Linked DNA regions of Triticum aestivum: region 2 is linked to region 1. Evidence: chromatin contacts called from public Hi-C data. All regions are on one chromosome and are shown on one strand. Each heading gives the region's core, a stretch centred on a gene start, on an enhancer-like site or on the middle of the called end of the contact. The rest is flanking DNA. Distances are from core to core; before and after follow the strand shown.

Region 1 (4,276 bases), core at 748-3,247:
GCCCCGTCGCCGCCCCGCCTCTCGCCCCGTCGCCGCCCCGCCTCTCGTCCCGTCGCCTCCCCGCCTCTTGCCCCGTCGCCGCCCTGCCTCGGTTCGCTGCCCTGCCTCGGTTCGTTGCAACGGTGCCTCCAATCGCCGGACAGACCCTCTCCTGAGCCTCGTTGCAGCGGTGCAACATGGACTTATAAGTCTCGGGACTTATAAGTCCCTGTAAACAAACAGGTAGGGACTTATGACTTATAAGTTGGGACTTAAAAAAGTCATAGGACTTATGAAACAAACAGGGCCATAGACACTTCTTTCCTCTCAAAACTCTTTTCTCTTTCACTCTCAAAGAGTGCAGGATATGTGCTGAAAACGATCGCTGGACTGAAGAGAGTGCAGGATCAGTGCTATGCCCATCAACCTGGGGTCCGGCTGCGCGACAAGCGAAGCCCCAAGCCGACGACTGGTTCATGCCCCGGGCTTGGCCGTATCTTTCCGTCAGACGAAAGCCAAACTGCGTGCGTGTGGTGTTCGGCTGGATGCGTCCATGCGTGCCTCTCTTTTCCCGAAAAAGAGAAAATGTTTCCATTTCCCGTTCCCATGTCCCGTCTTCTCCTTATCTCGTGCTTATCTTGGCGAGCCCGCATATATACATGGAAAAAGGAATCGCGGGCAGGTTGGCACTTTCCACTCCTGTATTCACGCGGGATTCCCGGCCTTTTAACCTAGCATAGCACAGGGCACGCACAGCGCAGGTACCAGGTCCTATGGCCGTAGGAGCACCCAGGGCTACGGATCACATGCCGGATTTCGCCATTGTCGCTTCCTTTCCAGGGAAGGAAAAGGCATCCCAAAACGAGCAGGGGAATCACCGGACGCGCGCCCCTAATCACGGCCACGATGCCAAATATGCGTATGGGGTATGGTAACCCCGGCTGGATCGAACGGAAAGAGTTGATGGCACGGTGCTTGCGGTTGCAGAGGGGGACGCGGTGCACCGTGCTTGGGGTGGGTCGGTGTTGCGGGGTGGAGGCGGGGCAGGCAAAAGCGCCGGTTGGGGTCGAGCTTTGCCTCACCGGCACGCAAGCTCCCTCCCATCCGTGTGGTGTGACCCCGCGTTCCCCTCCCTGCAAACCCGGGCTCGGGCTCGCGCACGCAGCCACCACCCCCACCCCCACCCTGACCGACCGTCTCCTCCCATTCCTGCACCTCACCTCGCCTCCTCGCCCTTTTTCTCGCCTACTACTGCCGAGTGCACCCCTACTACTGACTGAACCCCCTTCGGCGCTTCCCTCCACTTCCCCGGCGACCGGTGGCGCCAGGACCGACGGAGCAGGCGAGGGTTCCGGTCTGCTCCTCCTCTGCTGCCCCCGATTCCGTCCTGCTCTGCTCTCTTCTCCTCCTTGATTGTGCTGGTTTGCTCGCTTCTTTCTTCAGTACCTCGCGATGGTTCTCTACTCTTCTCTTTTGATTGATTGTGCGATCTGGGGAGGAGGGAGGGATGCCCCCGAGATCCTGCAATCTTTCGTTTTCTTTCTGGCCTTGTGGAGTTATTATCATGATGCGATGATACTCTTTGCCCCCATAATGCTTTTCCCCCCTCTCTCCTGCGGTGTGATGTTCTTGCGTGCTTTGTCTCGTTTTGTCTGTTGCTGGGTTTGGTCGTGTCGTGGGTCCATTGGCCCGACCATGGCGTCACTCCTGCACTGATTGGAGTGCCTGGGTTTTGTATTGTACTACTACATAAACAACTCACTGGGGCCGACGAACATGAGTTCTTCTTAATTAAAGGGAAAAGGGGAACAAGAAATCAACCAAGTGGGGAAAAAAGTTCCTCCTGTCCAAGATTATCATGTTCTTCACTTTCATGCATATGTCGTTCATGCGCATGCCTTGATTTACCTCTGTTATCCGCCTAATTGCGTCATCTTTCTTTCTAGCTGTTGGTTCCAAATCCAATGGCGTTTCATGCTTTTCAGGTGCCATCTCTGTGGGCGGATTAGATTAGAAGATGGTTCTCAAGAAGCTGCTTCAACTCTTTGGAGTTGGCAAGAAAAAGAAGAAGAATTCCAACAAGAAAGGTGATGATGTACCTTCAATAGTTAACTTGGTTGTTTTGTCAGTCGGGGGTGCATCACATGATCACTGGATGCTCCTTGCCCTCTTTAAAACAATAACCATGTTTCCTTTTTTGGATAATGATGATGCATGTGTGTGTTCTTGATGAAACTGCATACCAATGGGACAGTCGTAATTTGTTGGAATAACAGAATAATTAGAGGCTGTTGAATGGTCCAGATAGTTATGTCAGGATGTTTTATACACTTATTTGTCTTGATTGTGTTGGAGCTACTGAAGTACGATATCATCGATAGAATCTGAATGCTACTGTATTTTAGTTGGATATAAACTGGCATATGAATGCATGTCTGTGATGCTCAACGATGTTTTGGAGTTTGTTATATCAAACCAATTATTTGTTGGAAAAACATTTTATAGAACTTGTTATTTCCCTGAATGTTCTAATGAATGGTTCTATTTATGCAGGCAAGTCCATAGACCCTCTTTGGCAAGGTAGCTTCGGATGACCAATGTTAATTTTTGAAATGTTCTGTTTGTTCCTCCTGATTGGTTTTTTATTTTTACTTTAAATGGCATCTGATAGTATCTGAGAAATATCTATTACAATTTATTTTTCACTTGCAGTACTGATTACAGCCCTCAAATGGGTATCTGAGTTGTGACTCTTTACTATAAAATACTTATGCCATTCTTACTACATGCAAAAGAAGATGCGCAATGCAGCTACTTCAGTGGTTGTACTTCCATTATCTGAAAAAAAATGCAGCCTCTTAGAAATATAGGAGTCTGTATCACCGGTTTAAGGAAGCAATTAGTTTAGTCTCTGTGTAAACAAGGGCTGGATGTCAGGGATATACTACATGTATGGTGTTCGTGCTTGAGGGAATTACAACTATTAGCTTAATGTTATGTAGATTTTACATTGTACCATTCCTTTAAAATGGCATCCTGCTTTCACTGAATTTAACATGACAATTAGCTGGCTTTCATTAGGAATGGGAGCAGGCATTAATGAAATGGCAGTAACCTGTCGTTGAACTCATGAAGATTTCAGACCAATTTTAATGAAACCTTGATGTTAGGGCTCCCAGCAAAGAAATACTTTACTTTGCAATTGGCAGGGATAGCACCATTAAGAAAGCTGATAACCAGCTACTGGTAATTTTTGGCGTGTGTCTTTTATCCTTGATGATGGGCAATCCATGTGATGGAGGAACCACATAGGCATTGTTGCTTTGCTCCCCAACAAGATGAGTGATCTTGGCTGCATTAGATGGGATCCCATCCTGTACAGGCTTGTTCTTCTTCCAAATTAAAATGCCGTAGTTGCTAGTGCCTGTTGGAGTTTCTCCCCCTCTGTATCTGTCCTAAACTCTAAAAGTATGTACATATGTGGTGATAACATTCATACTTAGGTCATAATCTTCTGGATTCAGGTGCTAGTGCTGCTCCACACTCCACTGTAAATGTCCTTGCAAGTAACATTCTTTTGGATCCCTGTTCAAGTGGGTCTGGTAATGTGCTGTCACTGCAAAAACATGAACCTGAATGTTCAAGTAACATCTCATCGATGATAAAGGCAGCAGATGGATCTGAAAATGAGGATCACAAGTTATTTAACCAATTTGACGTTGTTCAAGATTACTCTGACCACCACTATGCAAAGACCTCACCAGGGAAGGTATGCTATGTCCTTTTTTGAACTCTATCTCTATTAGGTTTAACTGTGAATTAATTTCCTGCCACCAATATGTGAGCAGATGAGCAAAGATTGGACGAAAACAATCCAAAATGAATGGAAGCTTCTACAGAGAGATCTACCTGGTCGGTACATATATTTCTTTATGATGAAATCAATTATATATTTTTTATCATCGAACTATCATGACATTGACGGTGAATACCGAAAGCATCCAAAGGTCCTTTATTATTGTCATCAAACTGTTGTTTGTGCTGATTATATCTTATTAATTTTACCTGCTAAATATAGTATGCTAAATATTTGTTGACTTCAACGTAGTATCATATTCACAACACCGTATCTGAACTTTATTAGGATATGCTCATTGATTCTTCTAACTTGATTGAGTTGTGCGTGCTTTTACTAAAAAATTCCTTGGTGCCATTTTTGTATGTACTCCCTCTGTAAAGAAATATAAGAGTGTTTAGATCACTAAAATAGTGATCCAAACGCTCTTATATTTCTTTG
Region 2 (6,439 bases), core at 1,999-4,498, 590 kb before region 1:
TGTACTGCCAATGATATAAGTTATCGGAAAGAGATTCCACCTCTGGAGAATAGTTGGGTATCTGCGTGAACCCTTGTGCTACAATACTTGCTCTTTGTTTCACCACCTGGTTGTTCTCAATTCTGTTTCTAGAAGAAAACTTGTGTAGGTATTGCTTATGAATACCTTCCTATTATTGAGCAAGATCATTTCTACCTAGATTATACCCTTTGCTTGAGTTCAGTCCTAGTGTTGTTCACACTTTACCATGGCCATGGTCTTTGGATCTGAATCATTTGAAAGGTTTTGCAATTTAGTTGAGAAATGTATGTCGACAATTGTAGACTTCCGGTTATATGATTCTCCAGAATCTATATATCAATATATAGTTGATGGAAATATCGTTACCCATGGTGACTGCTCGCGATTTCCCAATGCGATCGAGTCGGGTATTCCGATGTCCCGGTCATTGTGTGCACTATGACCTGGGTTGGTGGAGGTTTCCCGTCCACTGGGTGTATACTATCCATTAGGTGTATGTCAACGTGAAGTTGACTTGCATTTACTGATTCACAGGCCTTGATATCCTTGATGTACTATTGACGTACTTCTCCCCATGTTGCTTTGAACGGAGAGTTGAGAGTGGTTTTAGTTGGTACTCCACTCTTTCAGGCATGTTTTTCAGGATTGTAGGATTGTATGACACCTTTATAGTCAGTAAATGAATCTGGCAGGTTATTTGCAATGTGTTGCAAATCTTTTGAACGCATGGTTCAGATCTTTGAGTAACGTGGATTTGAGGCAGAGATATGTTTGAACATTCCACTAATTTCCTGGCATTCTTTACGGTACTTGAAATCCCCCCTAATGCCTGGAAATGTTCCTCACTGAATCAACATACTGGCCTTGAATAACTCCCCATGCGAGGGGCTTGAGGTATTGACGGAAATACAGTTATTCCTCACATAGATCCCAACTATATGTTGAGGGGCCAATGATGTATGCCGGAGTGGTGATATCGGTATGCAACCGCATTACTGCAGATGGGAAATACTTGGTAGATTTCCACGTATCAAAGACAGAGGGGAATAATATTATGCAGTTTGGTCATGAGCGTGTAAAACTACATGACTCCAACGTAAAGTTGGTAAGTTGCAATTCCAAAATAAAGATAATGCAATGAGCTTAACTCTTTGGATATGATTCTACCAAACCATTTTGAGTCTAGACATTAGGACAAATTGCTAAACTTCAATCCAAAGGCCATAGAGAATGCCTTCAAGGAGAATTATGCAATGTTACCCATTCGATTTGCTTGAAATCGATATCAGGATAATGAGCCAATGGTTTCGTGTGAATAAAGCACACACTTAAGACCATCATGTAGATATGTCTTTTAGAACCATGGAATACCTGAATAGTCTACTTAATGGCTGGGAAGAGCCACTTACCTCGACTTGATGCATTCAAGGAGTCTGAGTGGTTCATCGTAGAATTTAAGGTGTGCAAGCTTTAAAATTAGCTTTCCTGTGTCACTTGTAGTGCACATGAAATCCAAATGTTATTAGAATTTAGCATCATAATAATCATAAACTATTGGAATTGTTGTTAGTTTCTGTTTCAACCCAATGTCTCGATGACCAAGGCGAGTATGCCAAGTTTGTCATGTACAAGACACTCTGGAAAACTATCTCGTACACAACATGTGCTACGGGTTGTGTCATATGTGTAGTACAATCCAGATGATACACATAGAATGTGCTTGCCATATCCGTTGCATATGGTAAAGAGAAGTTATTCCTCTTTGTTGTCATCATAAGTTTCGCTATGGAAACTATTTTGACGGATACCTCCATAGTTTAGTAGGGTACGAGTGAAACCTGAGAAGCATAAAGCATCTCGACGTTACTCGAGTACCCACAGGGATAGTAAATATGACTCGAGTTGAGCCAACAAATACCTCATCGCGTCTAGCGATTTTAAAATATCTCCTTTCTCTCAATGAGAGTGGAAACATTGAACTTCCCTAAGTATAGAGATTGTAGTGCATATGTCCACAAGGCACATATCATTTTTCATCGGATTGACTCCCGTAGAAATCTATATATAGACATGAAGATTCTCAATATGAAAATCACTGTCAGATATATAGACATACAAATGTATTTGTACCGAAGTGCTGATACAATATATTGTGATATACAATATATGACGATGACAACAATACTTATGTTGTTGTTACAACATCATAAATGTACATTAATTATATTGACCACTCGGGAGATTGAAAGACTATTCATAGTCTCCAAACATGTCGGCTGAGGCATATTCAACCATCACATTCTCCATGCTGATAGGGTCCCGTCACAGCTGGTGATGTCAGATTGAAGGTTGAAGTAAGATTCAAACCTTTGCCCATGAGGTTCATTGTACCCCAGGAATTGCTGATACAGAATAATCAGATGCCGAGATCTGAATCTACTGCCTTATGATATATAAGACATCATTTTCTGTTAGCGGTGTGATCCTGACCAGAGGCAGTATCCCACGGGACACAAAAGCGGTCATGATGTCCATGGCCCAGATAGGGTAGTGGTGGCCATTGAGAGCGAATGCCTCAAATTCTATAGCCATATTTTACCGCCATGGGTAAACCAGAGATAATTAATTTACAACTAGTAAATTAAGGACCGTCATGGTTGATGTTGTAATGAACTTAGCAAAATCAATGGGTATTTCAAGAAGTTATTTTGAAACCATTAGCGTGAACCTCAAATTGCTAAATATGACACCTTGAAGATAATCTCCAAAATGGAGTAGATCTCGCAACACTAGAGAGTATAATCTGATGAAATCAGTAGATACTCACTCGTAATGTCTTATGTCATGACTTAGTAAAATGTGTGGGAGAGCACTTTGTAAAGCAATTATAATGTCAAAATGACAAAATATAGGCTTTAACAGTAGTCATTGATAATCTGCAAAGGCATTGGATCTATATGACTACCTTGTGATCCCAATACATCAATTTGAAGAAATCACTTTGAATTTTGCATTCTTATTTGCAAGAAATTAAAAATCTCAATTGCAAATAGACGTATTAATCTCGACATGTAGCGAACATGGAGATACATACATTCCAGAATACATCGTACTCAACAGAAATACACCATTATCATAATGAATAGTAATGATGTTGCAATCTTGATGTTCAAGTGAAAAACTTGAATTATATAGACCTCAAATTAAATGAGATGATGTTGTATCAAGTTGCAAGATAATTCAGCAAAGTGAATTAATATTTTGCGAGAGGAAATTAATCTCAATCGCAATGAAATTGTTTTGCGAGAAAAGAAAATTTTCAATCGCAAATCAGTACTGTTATGCGAGAAAACTTAAACTTAATTTCAATCGCAAAACAATGACGTTGTACAGTAATACCTTGATGGGAAAACTGAAAAACAACGAAGAGATAAGCACCATCGGCTTTCTCTGTGTGGTTACGAATCAAAGACTCGTTTTGGCTTTGTACACCACTACACCGCCGGTACGTAGAGTACGTTGGCGCCGGGTCGTTGCTCCGGCCGTGGTGAGCCGGTGGAAGCCGGGGAAGATGCTGCGGGCGATGCCGGAGGGGCCATGCTGGCCATGCAGGATGGAGCAGCCGTTCCAAACGCCGGCCGTTGGCCGAGATGTGCTCGCGCTGTGCACTGGCCTGCCGGAGGCAGTATCGCCTTTGCGCCTCGAGTTGGAGACCGGGGAGCGTAGCCGGTGCGCCCGCGAGAATGAGCCTGCCGCGCCATGGCCGAGCGGAGAGAACCGCATCGGCCGCTGGCCGCTTGTGCCATCGGGCTGCGAGCCGCGCCGGAGGAGGGCTGCGTGCTGCGCGCTGCGCCGCGAACGGTTGGGAACGACGCGCTATGGTCGCTGGCCGCTGTCTCCACATCGGAGCCGTGGGCCACAGCCGCCTCCTCCTTGGTTTGGTTGTCTCCGGACGCCGGCCGAGGCCGCGCCGTCTGAGCACTTCACCTCACAGCGAACGGGACGCCGCGGGGTCGAGGCCGCGTCAAAACCGAGGGCTGCAAGCGCACTGGGCACCGCCTCCACGCCGGGATTCGCGGTGGTCGGCGAGGGCGACGCCGGCCGTGAAGACGCCACAGCGTTGCTGCACAGGGAGGCGGTTGGCATGGAAGGCGTCATCAACCACCGCCGATCCGCGTCTTTGGCCGCGCCGCGCCGCTGCGCTAGTCTGCGGCCTGCCCCGCTTCTCTTCGCACGGTTGTTCCATCTTTCCTGTGTTCTGTTATGATCAATTTCAATAAAGAAATTCCCGTAGGCCATTCATGAGAACATAATCGATTGCCGATCTTAATCACAAGAAGACAATAGAATTAACTTCTCCCTGGTCGATTCCGTGTAGGGATGCATGCATGCGGATGCCCGTCTTTGCTTCCTCCAGGTTCATGCGTAACCGCCCACCACGGCATGGCCTTTAGAGAAGCTGAGTCAAAGGGGCGCCGGCGCGCGAGCGGCAGAGATAGCCGCTACTTCGATGGATGGATGCAGGGAGCGGCCGGACTTTGATTCCCGGTACTTGAGCGGCCGGACCAGCGCCAGCGCCATCGCTGGGCAGATTCGACGAAGCGCAGTTGATTGGATACTTCTTACTCTGGATTTCTTAATCACAAGAAGACAACCAAAATTGACATCTGATGATTACTATCCTGTACGGATGGATGGATGCTTCGAGGCGCTGCCGGTGCATGTTCCTGCGCAGCCAACCGTGCAGATGAATGGATGCATGCTTCGAGACGTTGCCGCATGTTGCCGCCGCCGCCGCCATTGCCGTTACTCATTGGCGTCGCGGCACCGCGCCGGAAGAAGAGGCGTTGTGGCCGAGCGTCTCCGCGGCCGCGCGACTGTTTCTTCTTTTCGTGTCGTCAATTGCTCGGGGCAGATTCTACGTGCTGATAACGTGTTTCGGGTAGAGACCGAGAGACAAAACACAAAGATGTAAAAGTAAATAGTTGTTCTCATTGACGATGGGATTACACATATATATAGCCCCGAAAAGGGTGCGTCCAAAGGGACACGAGACAATCGCCTCGATTAGGAAAGCAGGGATTAATAGGATTAATTAAATCCTAACACGATCCACCAAGGGTTCTACCAACACCGACCTGGAATGCTGATCGAGGCCTTGCAGGTTCTTAGATGAAATAAACCACAAACAAGGTTAACATATTTAACACTGGTATATTGCAAAATGCAAATGAATGAAAAGCCTACCTCATAATCTCCGTGTCGTTTTATAACGTTTTGTAACATTGACGTGAACAGATGTCCAGCTCATGGGGGAACTGGGACTTTTGTGATGCTATGAAAGTACAGGGTGAGCTAAAATTAGTGTAAACTTCCTTCAACCGCAAACAACCTGGTGTTCACTTCACGTTTAAATGTTCAATGGCAGGGGCAGATGTTGCCCCTGTTACTATACTCAAATAATGCAAAACTGACTGTGACCTAGGAAGTGGAAAACAACGAGTATCCATATGATCTATGGATGAACCTCAAACTCAGAACACATGGATTTAAAAAAAAAAGTTGAATAAAATCCATACCTCAGAAACAGCAGACTTAGAGGTTAAGGGGCAAAAGTTAGTGACAATAATTGGGTGTATGAAAAAAAAAAACCAAGAACCAGAGCAAGTGCACATCCAGTTTTTAATGTTCCTTCTCTGTCGTGGCGTGGTACTCTCCACAGAGAAGCGAGATATTCTTCCATTTCCGATGTATTAACATAGTTGTGGTTCAGGTTCCAGCTTAAGTTTCCACCCAATATGAGTTTCAGATGTCGCAGCTCGATCCTACTCTGTCAAGAACTGGTTGGAAGTAGTAATATTTGTCATGATGACGTCATAACCTACACTCCTATGAAACCACTAGTACACTCAGGATAACACCGATACTTCCAGCAACCAGTGTACCGTATCGGATACCGTATTCGATACTGATTTTTTCACGATACATCCCCGATACCTCTGCAGAGAGAGCTTTGGCTCAGTAGTTGGGTATGTGGTTGTGCAACCCAACGACCCGAGTTCAATTCCCAGAATTGACAGGTGATGCACAAGGGTTTTCCCCCATTTATTGAGGATCAAGCTTGATGTGTGGTGGAACCACTCATCAAGAAATATCTTGATACTCATTTAAAAAATTCTAAGGACCATGTTTATCTTGGTACTCATACTAAAATGGCCGTATGCATCTTTAGTTGGTGCAGAGGCCGGGAAGTGAAAATCTCCCCATTTTTATAGGTTCGCTCGCGTCGCTCCCTGGGGGCGGCTCGGGCGACCTAGCCGCCGCCGCCCCCGCTCCCCTTTTCTCCCTCGCTCCACCCGCCACCGCCGGAGGAGGCCGACGGGCAAAGCCCACTCGGCGGACGGCGGTGGCGGGGCAC

Evidence for each region. A called contact is a pair of places that touch in the nucleus more often than the background predicts.
Region 2: a Hi-C map of leaf shows a contact between it and region 1, with 5 times the contacts expected there. The contact joins the promoter of LOC123069381 here to the promoter of LOC123069379 in region 1. A contact is called at or near these places in 2 of 5 Hi-C or Micro-C datasets (both in leaf).

What each region holds. Positions count from the first base shown.
Region 1 is chr3B:206,366,717-206,370,992 of IWGSC CS RefSeq v2.1, reverse strand. It overlaps LOC123069379 (putative ubiquitin-conjugating enzyme E2 38), which reads left to right and starts at 1,997. Exons shown (of 7, transcript XM_044492229.1): 1 at 1,997-2,066; 2 at 2,533-2,559; 3 at 3,504-3,748; 4 at 3,828-3,891. The coding sequence starts at 1,997.
Region 2 is chr3B:206,955,500-206,961,938 of IWGSC CS RefSeq v2.1, reverse strand. LOC123069381 reads left to right here and starts at 3,248. Exons shown (of 2, transcript XM_044492233.1): 1 at 3,248-4,257; 2 at 4,400-4,703. The coding sequence starts at 3,311. The coding sequence ends at 4,475.